Regions from separate parts of the Hordeum vulgare genome. Here all the other regions are linked to region 1. Evidence: chromatin contacts called from public Hi-C data. All regions are on one chromosome and are shown on one strand. The core of a region is the stretch at or near the end of the contact, and the rest is flanking DNA. Distances in the headings are between cores, read along the strand shown. Region 1 holds the start of LOC123409624 (phosphoserine phosphatase, chloroplastic-like). Region 2 holds the start of LOC123410788 (lysM domain-containing GPI-anchored protein LYP6). Region 3 holds the start of LOC123411346 (probable tyrosine-protein phosphatase DSP2).

Evidence for each region. A called contact is a pair of places that touch in the nucleus more often than the background predicts.
Region 2: a contact with region 1 is called in a Hi-C map of leaf, with 4 times the contacts expected there. The contact joins the promoter of LOC123410788 here to the promoter of LOC123409624 in region 1. A contact is called at or near these places in 2 of 6 Hi-C or Micro-C datasets (leaf and seedling).
Region 3: a contact with region 1 is called in a Hi-C map of leaf, with 2.3 times the contacts expected there. The contact joins the promoter of LOC123411346 here to the promoter of LOC123409624 in region 1. A contact is called at or near these places in 3 of 6 Hi-C or Micro-C datasets (leaf and seedling).

Annotation. Positions count from the first base shown.
Region 1 is chr7H:75,359,663-75,363,845 of MorexV3_pseudomolecules_assembly, reverse strand. LOC123409624 (phosphoserine phosphatase, chloroplastic-like) reads right to left here and starts at 2,589. Exons shown (of 8, transcript XM_045102484.1): 1 at 2,484-2,589; 2 at 1,612-1,849; 3 at 1,389-1,521; 4 at 1,204-1,311; 5 at 513-606; 6 at 21-170. The coding sequence starts at 1,834.
Region 2 is chr7H:75,229,165-75,233,262 of MorexV3_pseudomolecules_assembly, reverse strand. It overlaps LOC123410788 (lysM domain-containing GPI-anchored protein LYP6), which reads right to left and starts at 2,101. Exons shown (of 5, transcript XM_045103727.1): 1 at 1,298-2,101; 2 at 1-65. The coding sequence starts at 1,964.
Region 3 is chr7H:75,182,117-75,185,862 of MorexV3_pseudomolecules_assembly, reverse strand. LOC123411346 (probable tyrosine-protein phosphatase DSP2) reads right to left here and starts at 1,340. Exons shown (of 5, transcript XM_045104276.1): 1 at 957-1,340; 2 at 757-850. The coding sequence starts at 1,231.

The sequences.
Region 1 (4,183 bases), core at 1,340-3,839:
AAGTTACAGTAACACTAAACCTGTCTTATTTGTTGCACTGCTACTGCCTTACCCCCACTTCGAGAAGTGGGTTCTGTGGTATCAAATCCAGCATACTCTCCGGATGTACCAAATAGCAGTCTGTTCGCTATGATGTTTTCAGTAGGAATGCCAAGCTCAAATGCCACAGGCTGGAAACGAGACAAATAGAAAACTAAGTGCCGCTTTATGCATGCATGTGAAGATTCAGTCGCAAAATTATATTTACAATTTTCTCAAGAGAAGAAAAAAGGAATTATAGTTTTTAGATCGGGAGAAGAAACATATCCTTTTTTAATGTTCCAAAAATAATATAGATGGGAATTTTAGCACTAATATCTGTATTCAAACTATAGATATGTTAAAAGTAAAGCTTGGCGTGACATCCAACTATAACAATTATCAAAGTTTGAAGTTTTTGAAGGACAGGCAAATTTGACCATGTTCTGATATTCCGAAAATACCAATAGAGCAGCCAATTAGTGAAGATATACCTCGATCATTTGTCGGAAACCTCCTGACACAAGGAACACTTCAGTATTATTAGCTAATAACGTTTTAATCAAATCAGCGATTCCAGGAGAAATCCTGCAGATACAAACATATTGCTTTTGATAAACATGTGGATGAACCAAGAAAATAAACAATGTGCGTATCTAACACGAAAATTACATCTGTTTTAGTGCTGAATAAATGACTAACGAATACCATCTTAGCATTATTCTGTAGTCAGAGATATTAGGAAAACTCTTCTTAAGACACACGGTGAATAAATCAGAGGGTTTATGTTGTGGTTGCAGGGCACGTAACGGCCTAACGGTGGAGACTCAAGTCGTATAAGCAGGTAGTATTTTGTATCTCATTTAGTGGTATTAAAAAGAACTTAGACTATATGGTGGTATTATCCTGAAATGTTGTTTTTCTTGTGGTACTAGTACCAGACCAATTTTGCATATAGTCTAGCTAATATTTTTCATATTGGCGTAAAAAGAGAAGCCGAGTGAAATCAGTTAGGCATTCCTAAGACCGTTCTGTTATGTTCAGTCGCACATATCTTATCATTCCTAATTAAGAATAACAAAGCTGTGGAATCTCAAAAGACCCATCTAGGAAGCAAATACGGCAGCTAAATACTAGTGATTAATTTCTTGAATCAACTTGAAGTTCGGACTTGGATAAGGTTACCTGGGTGGCCTCTTCTCCAAGCAGTCCTGGACTTGGGACAGAGATGGCTTGATTAACGAAATCCGGGCAGCAAGAGCCTCTTCAAATGGAACGGTCCCTGTCATTGCCCTGAGAACATTGGACCAAGGTTAGTTCTTCCAAAGATATTAGTAGTACTAACATACAACGGAAAATGTGACATTTACTTCGTCGTCCACTCAGCAACTGCCTGCCCAGCCCCACAGAAATCAGCAAGCTCATCTATACCCTCATCCAAGCATACAGTGCTATCCACATCAAAGCACACCGCGTTGGCACTGCGCCATGTCTCAAGAACCTCTGGACATAAGCAGAAAAATCGTTACATGAGCTAACCTCTATGCTTCCTGGATTAACCAATTAAAGGAATTCTCAGTAAGTAGTACTAACCTTTGGAAGGCTGGCGGTTGGCGAAACAAGAAGAAGAGGGGTGCTTGGTGACCTCCATTGCTGCTGCCACCACGGCACGAGCTTGAGAGAGCTTGGTACAAGGGAAGAGTGGGTTTGTAGTTCTCATCGCTAACTGTGATGTCTGTGGTGATCGAACTGAAGATAATGGAGAAACAGACAGAGTATGCCTTGCGCTGGTGCGTACACCGATCGGACTGGCCATACCATACACACCTGCCTGTAAATCAAAAGAAACACGATTTTACCAAAAACACGACCACCAAGATCAAGTTACTCCAGCCAGTTTCAAGAGAAGACAGATACATTTACTGGCACAAAGAAAAAGCCCGAGCCCCTGGGCCTGCTCGAACTCATTGACGCAAAGCATCAAACAGCTCGTGGGCATGCGTCACGGCGGTGCAAAAAGTGGCAAACACCGACGCGGGACTAAAATTAAGCTTCCTGCAGGCGCAGCACGGATAAAATCATACGCACAGCAGGCAACAGCATTACTTCGTAGACTATGATATCTTCTCTGCCGAGAACGGATTGCTGACTGTCTGCCACCGTGGCCGACGTCTCTCCCCCCTTCCCCCCCTCACGGTGAGCAGCGCGCGCGGCCGCTCGCCTCGCCCCGCTCACTGCGGGCCGCTACCGTGTCAGAGGGACGGCGCCGGCGCATCACCTCAGACGGCGGCAGTACAGGGCAGAGCATGAGTTTCACGGCGGCTCGCTCTGCCCTGCTCGTATTGGTGGATCCGCGCGCCACTAGCGAACGCCCATGGCGGACAGAGAATCTAGGGGAGGGCGGCATGGATGAAATCTAGCAAGGAACGGAAAAACAAAGATCGGATCGTGTTCCGGGAACTCACGCTTGCAGAGCGGAAGAATATTCTTCGTCCGGTCGAATGGCGCGCCAGGTGCGATACCAAGGATTTGCAGAAGCAAGGTTGGTGACGGGCGGAGTGGCCTTCCTCACCTACCACGTACCTGAACTATGTTACCAACTTACCATCCTCCGATGACAAGTGTGGGCCTACTGATTGGCTTTTGTTACCATCCAGGGAGAATATCATAAGAAAACCAACATTCAATGAATTCTTTTTTGAAAACCATATTTTAAAGTTTCAAAATATTCTGAAAAAATATGGAACGTTAATATGATGATGTTTTATTGTCACACAAAATTTCAAGTTGAAACACATCACGAGATGTGAGCTATGAAAAAGACAAATTTCAGCTCTGAATAGTGACATTACTATTTGGCACTATTTAAAGGTGATTTCCTCTTTTTCATAGCTCACAGCTTGTAATGCGTTTCGATCTAAAATTTTACGTGACGATAAAACATCATCCTCTTAACATTCAGTATTTGTTTTAGTTTTTTCTAAACTTCAAAACATATTTTTCTTCTGGTTTTCATCGGTTTCCACCAAATGTTGGTTTCCGTATGATATTCTCTCATCCAGGAATATCGGAAAATACAACTATTGCCCGTCCGATATCGGAAAATACCATAATACACCTGGTTGTGATGAACCTGATAAAACTTTTCAATTTTTTTACAATTCAGAAAAGTTAAAAATATTCAAAACTTTATTTGAACAAACTTCACTTACTAGCACACTCGTATAGAAACTTCGACAAAGTAAAACTCCGTACCCCTCCCCCCACCCCACCCACACCCATCGAAAGAAACTCCCTAAAAAATCTGAGTAGAAAAAACAAAGTTTGCAGGACAATATAAAGCGAATGTATAACTCTAATGTAGTGTTGATTTTGTCTTTTCCGGCAACAATACCACGAAAGCCATTTCTTCGGAAAAAAAGTTATACGCGCGTATAGCGCTTGAGCAAGTTTGTTATCAAAAAAGTTCATGTTTTTTCAAAAAATTTTGCAATTACTACTTTTTTTGTACTACCTTACCATTTGTTTCCCGCTATTCAATATCTCTATTTGCCGGTTAAAAATATCTCTTTCTATGATAGTTGTCGGTGTTAAAACCGACATATCTCGGGTAGGGGTTCCCGAGCTATGGATCTTGGATCAATGGTAACAGAAACAGGGGAGACGATGTTTACTCAGGTTCAGGACTTTTTGATGAAGGTAATACCCTATGTCCTGCTTTTATTTATATTGATGATGAAGTATCGAGTACAGAGTTGATCTGCCCCGTGATCATATGTTATGGTCAAAACCCTAAGGGCAATGATGTTGATGTGTCTCATCTTCTATTGACTAGCCTGGCCTCGGCTTATATAATGCACAACAGGCCTAGGGTAACAAGACTCCTAGTCCACTACATAGGAGAGAGGAGCCCTTGTCTTGATGATCAAGTCTTGTGGAATCTTCCTCGTATATGTCATCGGCTGCCCAAAGTGGCCCATTAGTTAACCGCCATGGGGGTCCTCGGCCCGACTCACTGGCCGGAAGACGACGTGGTGAGTACTCCTAGTCTAGGACACCGTTAGTAGCCCCCTGAACCGGTCTTCAAGTTGGGGACGCTCCTCGGTTCTTCCGAACTGTTCTTCATCTTTGGTCGCCGGTCTTGAAAACTGGTTCAACAAATCTT
Region 2 (4,098 bases), core at 852-3,351, 130 kb after region 1:
ATAGGTTCCGTTTGCCACCAGCAATCCATAGTCCGAAGCAAAGTTAGGAAACGTAGACGCACATGCTGATCACACAAACAAATAGCAGGCAATTTTAGAAAAATAATCAACAGAGAGGTACCAAAAGCAGATAAGCAGACCCAACTCAACTATCACTACTGAACATAGTTAACAATCAGCAAAAATGAAAGTAAAAGAACCCTTACATGAATAAAAGTAAAGATCCATCAATTAACATTTATAAGTATGTTTCATCTTATTCCTGTGTTTTTCCTATTAATACTTTTCTAATTCCTATTATCCAAAGGAACTGTGAAGCTAGCATACTGATTGATATGTGCACTCAACATGAGAGCTCATAACAATCATGATATCCACATCACCTATGTGGCCACATGTACCTCACCAAACACAGCAGAGTTAAATCTTCTACAACCTAGCAGGATGCAAGCATGCTTTATCTCAATCTTGGACCACCGATATGAAACAGATTAAAATGTATTTATGCATCCAACATTCATCAAATCCAAACATTGACGTTCATCAAATAGCCGCTGTTTGTTGGGCCTTGTAGAAATGTTGGAGCAATATGGCAATTCAGCACAAGCTTCTGACTCAGCCTAATGAAGGCATGCAACTTAAGATTGACCTGATTTAATCAGCTGTGGTCAACTGATGACTTGTTTATATGTAAAAAAGGCTGTCGGGTTATGGGTGAATATAGGCGAGGAAAATAACGCATACAGATCCATATAGATAAACACCAAAATGAGCATTTGATCTGATAATTCAAAGTAATTGCCACAAGCCAAAATTCCGAATCTGGATAACCATAGCACTGTTATCTAACCGCCAACTATGCAAATAACTGTAGTTTTAGTATTGGTTCCAAAATACTTTGATGTTTTTTTAGGATACTTTGGTGTTTAATTGTTCACCGTAGTTCCATTCCTCGCTCTATCCTTTTGGGTCTGGGCTGCAAACTGGTAAGTATCATAGTATGTTGTATGCAAACAATCATTAGCTTTCAATATAAAGCCAGGCCCCGTGCCTTTTGTCTAAAAAAGCTTAACATTTCTAACATGGCCTAAAGTATCACAAATCTGCCGCTTTACAGCCTTTCACAATGGTCTTTTTGTATCTGGTTTGCAATTTGCAAGTATAAAACGGAGAAGCAAAGAAGCATTCACGGCTATTGGGGAAACTTCATAAAACAATTGGTGGGAAAATGATGTGGAATGTGTTAAGGCAGCCGGTGGCAACGATAATTGATACTAGCATTGGGAGATTATTTTACCTGACAATGGAATTGCAAGGATGTCTCCGGGTGCCACGATGGGGCTCCCCATGGCATTCACATTGCTGAGATCCGTGACGGTGGTGGCGTGGCTGGCGGCGATGGATTCCACGGTGTCCCCGACCCGCACGACATAGGAGAGGTAGACGGCGGGGAGGTTGTTGTCGGTGGAGTTGAGGCAGACGCAGGGGAAGGGGACGACGAGAATCTGGCCGGCGTCGAGCAGCGCGTCGGGGTCCGCCTCGGCGAGCCCGTTGGCGTTGCGGATCTGGTCGGCGGAGGCGAGGCCCGCGAAGACGACGTCGGCGACGGTGGCGAGCGTGTCGGCGGGGCGTGCGGCGTAGCGGACGGAGACGGACTTGCGGACGCCGTCGGCGCAGGCGCAGCGGGTGGGGACGCGGAGGAGGAGCCCCGCGGGGAGGATCCGGTTGGCGGCGCCGGGGGAGGCGAAGTCGAGCGCGTTGGCGGCCAGGAGCGCCGCCGGGTCCGCGCCGAAGAGCGCCGCCACCTCGGAGACCTTCATGTCGGCGTAGAGCGAGTAGCCGAGCAGCGCCGCGCACGAGTCGGCGGTGGAGCACGGCTCGATCGTCGTCTTCGCCGCCGCGCTACCCACCACTGCGAGGATCACAAGCAGCGCCCCTGCGGCCGCGGCCGCCAGCCTCGACATTGGGGCCCGGCGAGGGGCTTAGGGTTGGGGCCTCGGGGAGGGGGGGGGGGGGGGGGGGAGGGGGGAGTGGGGTGGGGAGCTGAGCTCGAGCTGTGTCTCGGCTTTTGGTTCCACAGTGTGCAAACTGGGAATCGAAATTTTCGGGGAGGAGCCGAGACTGCCGACTAGACGAACGGTGTGGATGCCACGCAGGTGGACAGTAGTCAATGACATGTGGTGCCGCGTCTGCGGACCCCAGCCGTCGGTGGGAGGGACGTTTGTTATCTGGCGGAGAGACTTTCGTGCTTGGAATCTGTGTCTTGGGAGGGGAGGAGGGGACCGATATCTCGTGGCCAACTCTATTTATAATGTCGGGTAATTTGATTTTTCTCTGTGGGAAATTATAAGTACTTTGATGATTTGCCTTGTTTTCATTGCTTAGAGCATCTTCAACAGATGCGTGTTAAAGAAAATTGAACGTTGACGTGTTGTAACTTTAACGGATGTTACAAAATTTAGCGACATCACAGATCATGCTTCAGCAGGGGTGCTAAATATACAGCGCTTGTCCACCACAAACACGTTTCCCACTCAATCATATAACCAAAAAATCAAACATACATAAAATAAATCAACGATAAATAGTTCAATTATTATTTCAACTCAAACAAATAATTCATGAATAATACAACAAATAGTTCATGAATAAATACAACAAATTGTTTATTTTCAACCGAATAAATAGTCCGCTGGAATACCGTATGTCAACATACGTAAAGCGACAACCACTTTTTGGTAGGTGCTATGTCCGAGTTCTCCGATGACATCCCTCCTTTGCTGAAAAAACGATCATGCCTCGCTAGTTTCTTCACAGTGTGTTTGAATATCTCGATGCTCATCCTAAAACGACGCCGAAAGTATGATGTGGAATATGTGGGATTCTCCCCAAAGTAGTTTCTCATTAATTAGTTGAGGGCATCAATTATTTTCCTCCACAAATCCTGACAACCAAAAATTGAACCACCGTGCTTCAGCTTTTATTGACGTGGATAGGTAGGATCATTAAGATATCCTCCTTCTCTTATTGACGTGGATATGTAGGATCATTAAGATATCCTCCTCCTCTTGGAGATCAAATTCTTCATCGAAAAAATCATAGGACAAACCCATCTACAAACTTGATTCAAATATAATTTAAACTACGAATGATCCAAGCCCAATCAAACTAGATTAAGTTCATCTAGAAATATAAAATTAAGCAATACATACCTTGCAGGTATTTTGTCAAACACCTTGTGGCCGCCGAACTACATACGGCCGTCGGGCGTTATTCGTCGAAGGAACGGAGCGCTCGAGGGGTGGCGGCTAGGGGAGTAGTGTTGATGAACGTCGCATGGGAAACAAAAATTTTACTACGCGCACGAAGACCTATCATGGTGATGTCCATCTACGAGAGGGGGTGAGTGATCTACGTACCCTTGTAGACCGTACAGCAGAAGCGTTAGAGAACGCGGTTGATGTAGTGGAACGTCCTCACGTCCCTCGATCCGCCCCGCGAACAATCCCGCGATCAGTCCCACGATCTAGTACCAAACGGACGGCACCTCCGCGTTCAGCACACGTACAGCTCGACGATGATCTCGGCCTTCTTGATCCAGCAAGAGAGACGGAGAGGTAGAAGAGTTCTCCGGCAGCGTGACGGCGCTCCGGAGGTTGGTGATGACCTTGTCTCAGCAGGGCTCCGCCCGAGCTCCGCAGAAACGCGATCTAGAGGAAAAACCGTGGAGGTATGTGGTCGGGCTGCCGTGGAAAAGTCGTCTCAAATCAGCCCCAATACCTCCGTATATATAGGTGGGAGGGAGGGGACCTTGCCTTGGGGCTCAAGGAGCCCCAAGGGGGTCGACCGAGTCCAAGGGGGGAAGGCTCCCCCCCCAAACCGAGTTGGACTTGGTTTGGTGGGTGGGAGTCCTTCCCTTCCTTCCCACCTCCCTTTTTTTTCTCTTTGATTTTCCTTTGTATGGCGCATAGGGCCCTTTTGGGCTGTCCCACCAGCCCACTAAGGGCTGGTGCGCCACCCTCATGGCCTAAGGGCTTCCCCGGGGTGGGTTGCCCCCCCCCCCCGGTGAACTCCCGGAACCCATTCGTCATTCCCGGT
Region 3 (3,746 bases), core at 91-2,590, 180 kb after region 1:
GTGAATAGGAGTTACAGACAGGTCCCATGAGCTGCTCACACTGAAGCACAAACAAGAAGAATCATGTACCAAATAAATTGCGACGTTTTTGCAAGGAAAAAACCAAAAAACAACTAGTCCTTGAATTGCCTACTTTGCAGAAACAGTGAAACCACCACTGAAACAAGAAACAGAAAAGAAGAAACGAAAAGAAAAACTAAGGAAAAAATGAAAGGGGATAATGGAGATGCTTTGGGAACTATGCACACTCACTACCAGCCTTGTTATCACAGGAGCAAACCAATTAGCAGAAACCATTGGGAATATTAGGAAAATTATTGTTTAAAATGAGCAGCACAGCTGGGTCGATTAATCAAGCCAATGCTGAAAGGGACCACGGCCGATGTGGCGTAAAACTTGAAAAATCCCCAGATAGTACCAGTGGTAGGAGAAAGGAGATAGATGCGCCTATTAGGCAAGCCAGTTGACAGCAAATAAAATCCAGCCAGGGATGCATTGGATTCTCCCCCGAGCCACCTAGGCGAGCAGTACTAATTAATCTAGGATGCGTACGTAATAGCGACATGATCAACGACCTCGGTTCTTGGCGAGCAATTCTCGTATCTTCCGGAAAGTAATCATGGTTATCCTATTCTTATCTATAAGCTAGCTGCGATCCTACCTTCTCCAAGAATTGGCATCAAGAGAAACAACGTATAGAGAAGAGAATTTCATAAAGGGAAAGCAAAGCAAGCCGGATTGTTCGTCTTTGGTTACCTTGCGGCCCTCGATTCCGAACTGGTGGAGCTTGATCCCGTTCTTGTCGAGGAACTCCGTGTTGGTCTCCGGGTACGGCTCCGGGCAGAGGTACCTGCGCGAGCGAGGAGGCGGCGGACGTACGTCAGAAACAGAAACCGCAGGGCACGAGCAGCGCGAAAACAATTGCAGGCATGCGGACGGAGCGGGGAGATCCTCACACGATGGAGCGGAGGTTGAGGGACTTGAGGAAGCGGAAGTTGGCGGCGGCCGGGAAGCCGGAGCGGTAGATGCCGTCGTCGACCATGGCGAAGTTGAGCGGCGGGACGAGCGTGGACTCGTCGCCGCAGGCCCCCGCCGCCAGCAGCGGCGGGGGCATGGGGAAGATCTTGGGCGGCTTCTCGTGCTTCCACAGCTCCAGGCCGCTCATCTCCATGGCCTCCTCCCGCTGCCCCGCCTCCAGGGCCCTCTGCTTGGGCATGATTTCCAGCTTCATGATGGCTCCCGGGCGCACGGGGGCGGGGGCGGGGGCACAACCGTCAAATCCCAACGAGATGGGTGTGCTTTGTGTGCGTGATGGCTTGAGCGGTGTGGGTGTAATGGCCTAACTGGAAGCAAGAGGTTATTTATAGGACAAGATGATGATGAAGGAAGGAAGGGAGGGAAACTCCAAAAGGTTGCAAGATGGGGGAAAAGGTGGGTAATTGGAGGAAGGGAACTCCAAGAAAAAAAGCTTGATGATGAGGAAAGGTGAAATTTTGGGATAAGGAGGTGATTTAATGTGTGTTATGACATCTAGAGTGTCTAGCATAATTGGTTTCCATCATTGTTCATGTGTGATGTAGTTTAATCCCGTCAAACTGAATCCTGATGATTTAATCTTGAGAAGGAGTGCGGTGGTTCAACAGATTATCCCCAAGGTTTTACAAAAGTACATCAGGATTTTATTTTTTTGAAAAACTTTAGTCTATTCATTTTTATTTACGATAGTTCAACGAACGCATAAATAAGAAAAATTACTTTCATATCCGTAGGCCATCTATCGACGACTACAAGCGATGACAAAACTTGCTGCAACTGCTTCCTCGTCGAAGTCTGACAAAACTTGTTGCAATAGATAATTGGAAAGTCGTTGTGTTAAGGTCACATAGGACCAACACAAGAGAACAACAACCGCCGATGATGAGAAGGCATGTAAATCAGAAGGATTCAACCTGAAGGCACATGAATGTAGACGAACGAAGATCGAATCTGAGCAAATCTACCGAAGACAACCGTCGATTGAGTCCAGCAAATTGTTTGAGGATTAACACAACGTTGAAATCATCTTACCGAGGAGACACTATAAGTGTAAATTTGTTTTTCCTTCACAGCGTGGGCGCAACTCTCATCCTATCCATTTGATGCTCAATAGTAGGGACGGTGATATAGGCCGATCATTGATGTTAACGTATGTTATTGCCACTCCAGCTGCGTGTACTACAGGCTTGTCAAGATGTCAACACTTTTCAATGCACATCACTGTCCATCTATAGCAAAATGTAAGTAAGATCCACCTACATGTCGAGTCATACTAGAGATGCGATTAGAGACTGTATAAGAAGAAAGAAATGTACGACTTGTCAACATTATTACTCCCTTCGTCCAAGTGTATAGGGCATGCACGTAGTTCTAGATCGTTAATTTAACTACTTAAATATGTATTATATGTAATAAATAATATATCATTAGATTCATGCGGGGATGTAGTTTATAAATATGTAATTTGTATCGCATATAATATATATTTAGTTAGTTAAATTGATAACCTAGAACTACGTGCATGCCCTATACACTTGGACGAAGGTAGTACCATTCTTGCTTTGGTTCGTGCTTCACAATTTATGTTCCACTTTTTGCGATGAAGCCAACATAACATACAAAATTTACGATAAAACCGTGTGTCATGTACTCTTGCATCATTATACATTAGCTTGGACATTCTGCTTTCTTGACGGAAAAAAATTGCGGATATATTCGTTGAAAACTTGCCACATTTCTTTTTCAATTCAGAGCCACATCATGGAACAGTGACATAATAATTAGAGCTATCATGTGAAGATAGTGCGATGAAGTGTCGGTGAAATAGTGGACGATGGTGTGGAGTGGAAAAGACAAAAATGTTGGAAGACATGAGGTGTTGATGTAATCTCTCACTGTCTAATGTGTTGATGTAACCAATAGCAGGATGGAGAGGTATTTTGTTCTACTGCTATCAGTTGTTGGAATTTGTTACCCTAAATTTGCAGATCATTTATCAATCCTAAATTGCAATAGAAAAATAAATGTGAAAGTGGTTAGGATAATTTTCAACCAAAACCGTCTTCGAACCCGGTTTTAAAGGATATGTTAACAAGATTTTTGACAGCTAAATATCATAGGATATGATTCAAAAGGATAATGCTCATATACCATATCATATCATATTCCATAGGCAAGCTTTGGATAATCACATGTTTGATCTAAATATTTACTGTAGAAGAATTGTCAAGGGTTAACAATTGAAAGGATTGTCTACTACACATGGACCATCTTTCGCTCTACCCCTTTGTTGGTATCAGTTGCTAGATTGCACATCATTAACTAATCCTAAAATTGCAGTAGAAAAATGAGTGTGAAAGTGGTAAGAATAATTTTAAACCGTTTCCGAATCTGGTTTTATAGGGTAAGATACAAGATTTTGACATTCGAATAGTCCAATCCGATTCACGCGGATATATAACACCATATCCTATTTCATAGGCAAGCTTCGGATAATCGTCAGATGTTTGATCTAAATATCCAGAAGAATTACCAAGGGTTAACAACTGCAAGAAAAATTCCTCGAAAAGAAAAACAAGTGCAACAGTTATCCAGCACACATGCATGCAACGTTTTCTTTCGGCACTGCCCCTGAACCAGTAGGTTGGTTTCCTTTCTATCTTAAATTGTTTTTTACATAGGCAGCAGCTTGAGCCTTGAGCAAGAAGCCA